Linked DNA regions of Gossypium hirsutum: region 2 is linked to region 1. The links are chromatin contacts, called in public Hi-C maps. All regions are on one chromosome and are shown on one strand. Each heading gives the region's core, a stretch centred on a gene start, on an enhancer-like site or on the middle of the called end of the contact. The rest is flanking DNA. Distances are from core to core; before and after follow the strand shown.

The links. Hi-C and Micro-C count contacts between places; a contact is called where the count stands out from the background.
Region 2: a contact with region 1 is called in a Hi-C map of leaf, with 2.1 times the contacts expected there. The contact joins the promoter of LOC107951760 here to the promoter of LOC107950529 in region 1. A contact is called at or near these places in 17 of 34 Hi-C or Micro-C datasets (anther, callus, cotyledon and 5 more).

Annotation. Positions count from the first base shown.
Region 1 is chrD03:9,399,166-9,402,181 of Gossypium_hirsutum_v2.1, reverse strand. LOC107950529 reads right to left here and starts at 1,512. Exons shown (of 5, transcript XM_016885399.2): 1 at 869-1,512. The coding sequence starts at 1,267.
Region 2 is chrD03:9,638,605-9,641,347 of Gossypium_hirsutum_v2.1, reverse strand. LOC107951760 (putative gamma-glutamylcyclotransferase At3g02910) reads right to left here and starts at 1,277. Exons shown (of 1, transcript XM_016886898.2): 1 at 377-1,277. The coding sequence starts at 1,010. The coding sequence ends at 477.

The DNA of each region.
Region 1 (3,016 bases), core at 263-2,762:
CAACCAATTATCAGCATTTCCAAAGAATCCAAAAATCCAACATTGACAGATAAACAAAGCAGACCAACAAATGAGTTAGATTTTGAAAATTCTATTGAATCATTATACCATCAGATAAAGTTTCTATATACCAGTTATTTCATTAAATAATCCATTTCATAACTCAACTTCTTGTAATTGCCTTCTAAGTAAAGCAACAAACGCACAAACCAGTAAGAACACCTTGATAGACACAGCAGATTATTATTCAAGACGAAGAATGGAAACAGTTCTTTAACCCCTAGCCGAAATTTTTACAGGTTCCCAAAAATAGAGCCCAAATTGACCAATCTTTTCATTAATAAGTAAGGTTCTACTTTATTTTTATGCTTACTAGATGCTAGTTGTTTCTAAGGTAAAGGTAAGAAAATGCAACCAAAATCCTAAATGAGGCATAACATCTGTTCATTAAATTTTTGCGTGACAAAATGCATAATTACAGAACAATTATGTTTCAATGTGTATCATATTTTAGCTATTAATATAATTTTAACAAATATGATAATGCTTTTAACCAGCTTTAAGAAAATCAAAAGGAAAATTGTAAAAAGCAGGTGCCCGAACAAAGTACCAAAGCCTTAATGATTTAAAAGCAACAAAAAAAATGTAGGATTGGAAGGAACAAAAGAAAATATATCAGCCAAACTACATTTTCCTCTCTAAGAAACGAAATAGAAATGTACTACATTACAAGGCTTGTATCCTTAACATCAATTCTCTTTTCCCTATACTTTACTAAAAAAGACATTGAAAAAACACAAATTTAACATTAAGTATAAATTCAAAACACAAGAGACAACATATAAGCAAGAATGGTTAAGAAATATACCATGGCTTGACCAAGGCCAAGAACATCCCATCTGTCAGGCAAAACACAAAACGAACGAGCAACTTCTTCTTCATCATCGACTTCCTCCTCATCTTCTTCACTCTCAAATTCATCTCCTTTGCTACTGCTACAGCTACAACTCCCTCCAGAACTACAAGGAGAAGAAACCCAAAAGAACCCACCTTTCTGTTTCCCCATTGAACCAGAAGTCACCCTCCCTTTACCTCTGAAATCACCCAGAAACCCCAACTCTCTTATAATCCTCCCACTCCCATAACTTTGTTTGCGGTGATATAGAGAAGAAAATGAAGGAGCATGGAAGCGGTAAAGAGAGAAAATTGGAGAGCAAAAAAGGGAGTTAATTTGTGGAGGAGATGAAATAGAAGTAAGGAAGGACATAGTTGAAAGTAGTTCAAACACTTGGTTTTATTATTAACTAAAATGGGAATCTATTAGGGAAGGAAGAGCTGTCTGGGAATCGAGTTTTCTTTGTTTAGGATGGAGAATTGGAAGCAGAAGACATCCCCATCCACAAAGATTTTGGTGAATGTTTGAGAGAGAAAGGCTCTAAGTCGCTGCTTCTGTTGGTGTGTTGAGGATAAAATGGAAGGATGTTTTCCTTTTTCCTTTTTCCTTTTTCCTTTTTCTTTTCTCCATTTATTATTTTATTTTATGAGTTCCCAGAGGTGGTTACGTGGACGTTTACTTTCACATAATATTCGGTAAAATTGCATGTATAACAATTATTTCTCAAATTTAAGTAATTGAAAAAAATAAAATTATACAAAATCAACAATTAATTTAAGTAATTGCATTTCTTATAAATTGAATTTATTATAAATTTACAAAAAAGAATTTCAAAATTAATAATCTGAAATGTATTAGCAATTTAATGCTTAACATTTTAGAATAAATTTAAAAAATTCAATTTATTTTGGAATACCTAAAATTAATGATAATCATAATAAGTAATAATTGTATGTTAATTACATTACATTATATTTTTTGTGCAATTCAAGATCAATTTATTGTATAAAACTGTAATTTTAAGTCAGGAAGATGACAAGTGAAATTTTTTTAACATCAATTAACTTTTCCGCTCACACAAAAAAAATTGAGATCAAATATTAATATAAAAATAAATTAATCTAATTAAAACATATCATAAACAGTTTCCACTCATTATTTCACATGCAGTATCATATATTTATTTATTGAATAAAAATTTTAAATAAAAATTAATGCTATCTTCATTTTCTTTATATTCTATAGTCCCATTTAAGTTTCCAGCCAATTATAAATAGTGAACACACCTAGAGGTCAGTGTCTAAATTTACTCAAAGAATATATTTTATGCAACACATTTTGGCAAATTTTAACAAAAATTCTATTTTTTCTGCAATTTTTAATTCTTCTATATGACAATAAATATCTTCTCTAACGTTCAAGATTTTCCTTTTTTCCGAATTTCTTTGCCGTATTCGCATGCATGCCATTAGTATTCCAATAAACACGATTTTAAAAGAACTTCTGTAAAATAAGGAGATTGTTGAAAGTTGAAATCTTAAAAATCAAAGATAAACATTTGATGATATGGTATTTTCTCGAATTTTAAATTGCTCTTCATCTTTAGTAAAAATAAGGGTGAAGTAAACTGATAATCACTCAACTTTAATTAAAATAATAAAATAATTATTAAACTTTAAAAAATTACAATTCAATCACTAAACTTTAATAAAAATAACAAATCGGTCACAAATGAACATTTTCCTCTACAAACGTAACAGAAAGTTGAGGTGACCCATTAACTAGCCACGTTGTACATTAACTAGCTACGGTGGAACCCCAATTTAAGAAGCAGAAGAGAAGAAGGAAGAAAAAAGAAGGAATGGAGAAACCCACGGTTGATTTGAGTTTTCTGTTTCATTTCCTATTGGAGAGTTTAACCCTCTACACAACGACTTCCTCTAGCTTCTTTTCAACCTCTTCTTTTTTCCTAATCTCTTATGTCATCTCCTTCTCAATTTTGGTGGCCAGCTTTTTCTGTTCCTTGCGATCCATTCCAACCCTAAACCCTCGACCAAAAAAATGTTGTGCCTCGTGAGGGAGTTTGGTGCGACGCGGATAATGACGGTTCTTGGGTTGCTT
Region 2 (2,743 bases), core at 28-2,527, 240 kb before region 1:
AATGATAAAGTTAGTGGCAAAATGAAAATCTTTATAGTTTGATGACCAAAAAAAAAACTGGATGACTAATTGTATAATTCACCCTTAATACTTCTATAAATTATTTTCACCAATTTATAACCATTCATTATATTAGCTTAATTTCATTCAATATTTAACTTAATGTTTTTACCAACTACCTAAACTTTTAAAACCCTTTCCCGCAATCTGTCTATTAGAGGCCAAAAGAGAATTAAATGAAGAAGAAAATAATACAAATGCTCCTAAATTTTAATGGAAGCCCAAAATTTTGCACCTAAACACCATTAAGTAATTTTACAAACTCAAATTGCGACATTTTAATTTCCACCATGACCATGCAAAAAATGGCAACAAATTTGAGAAAATTCAATCTCGTTTCTCATTGAAATCTCGAGAAAAATTTTACAAGCATTACAACATTCAAAATTTTTCTCCAACTGTTTATGTTTATTGATTTAATCAGAAGGAGACGAAATGAAGATCCTAATATGATCCAAGAAACTGAGATTTTGAGGCCTATCCTTACGTTTCACATAACCTTTGGCTTCTTTCTCCGAATATACCCCAAACCCTTTTCTCCCGTTCCTCTTCCACATCTCCTCCTCGTAACTCTTGTGCGCGTAATACGCCTGAGCTGCGCACGGCAATAGCTCTTCCTCCCCAGCCGGCGTCAGATGGATGGGCCTCCGCTCGTAATGCCCGCGACTTGTGCCTTCCAATTCGTCCAGGCGGTCCAGCCCCCGAGCCGACACTGCGTACAACTCTCCCGTGACTCGGAGTCCCGAACCGGCCATGTTGAGGAGGAAAGGGACGCGGTATGGCCCGCAAACGAGCGGGTATTTCTGCAGGGTACAGTAAGTGCCTTTGAATACGGCGTCTCCCGTTCGCATCAAATCTTGAAGGAGCACGTGATTGGCAAAGCCCCGTTTCAAGGTGCCATATGTGAACACGAGGTTCGTACAATTACTGTTTTCCAATTCCACACCCATTCTAGTGGTGTTTGGTTGGCTAGAAAGTGAGGGAAAATCAAAGGAACAAAAAGAAGTAGAGAGGATTTGCAGGTTGTCAGGTAAAGAAGGGGTGTGGAGTTCTATTAATAGGAGGATTCCGTTTGATTGGTTAGGAATTTTAACTGTAGAAAATTCTCAATCTGGAGGGTGGTGAATGGTTTTATTTAATTACTTTATTATTGGTCAAAGTTAGACCTATCCATAAGCCGGGTCAGGCCGAGTTCGGGCCGGGCCCACAAAAAATTTTCAGCCCGTTTATTAGGCCCGGGCCCGGCCCGGCCTGAAATATGGGCTTGAGATTTTGCCTAGGCCCGGCCCGAAGAAAAAATATGGGGCCCGAGCCCAGCTCGACCCGGCCCTTTTTAATTAAAATTAAAATTAAAATTATTTTTTTAATAAAATTAAAACTAATTGTTATTAAAATTAATTGTTAGTAAAATTATCAAATTATTAATTGTTAATTGTATTAATTGTTGTAATAAAATCTAATATTTGATTAGTAAATTTATCAAATTATTAATTGTATTAATTGTATTAATTGTTGTAACAAAATCTAACATTTGATTAGTAAAACAAACTTGATGTTTTATTATTATTATTTTGTAACACTAGTCAAGGAAATGAAAGTAAATAAACTTAAAATAAAAAAACTATTATATTTTAAAAATAATATATATATTTAATATTTTTCGGGCCGGGCCGAGCCGGGCCCGGGCCAAAAAAATCTTGCCCGAGGCCCGGCCTATTTTTTAAACGGGCCTAAAATTTTGCCCAAGCCCATATTTCGGACCTATATTTTTACCCAAACCCTCCCATATTTCGAGCGGGCCGTCGGGCCGGGCCGGGCCACCCGGCCCATGGACAGGTCTAGTCAAAGTACAAATAATTAATAATAAATATTATATAATTTAGTTAAAATTAATATAAATAATTTATAATAAACACCATGTAATTTAGCTAAATAATAGATCAAATTTTCTATATAAACTTTAAATTATATTAATAATATAACATATAAATATATATTTTTAAAATATTTCCTAAATTAAAGTACTATTATATATAAAAATAATATATGTATAATTACAAATACATTTACATTCATTAATTTTTTAAAGCATTTTAATTTATGAGAAAAGATGGTATGAAATTATGATTCTAAGTTATCTCTATCTCTTTCTAATAAGAGAATAACAAATTAAAATTTTTTTTCTTGATTTTTAGCTTTTTTTCTCTTGAAAAAAATTCAAATTTAATTAAAAATCAAGAGGAAAAATTTAATTTCTCATTCATCTATTAAAAATAGATAAAAATGACGTGAAATTATAATTTCATAGCATTTTTTTTCTTTTTTTTATATCGATAATTTTGTATTTTAAGCTTAAATCCTAAATATTTTTAAATTAAATAAAAATAATAATTGAGCCTCTACTTAAAACTTAAAAGTCGGGATCAAAAACTACTAATAAAATCAATGATTTCATTAAAGTTTCCCGCGCCGTTTAGCGGCGGATAAAGAGTCAAATAATTTTGTCCACGTGTTTGATAATATATCGTAGATTAAAAGTAGATGTCACAACTTGAATATTATTTTAAAATAAAACATTTTATTTAAGAAATGAAAAAAATTCAGAAAGAAATATAACCTTTATAATAGGCGCTATTTTACTCAAATGACCCAAAAAATAAATAATTATAAAAATAACCTAAAT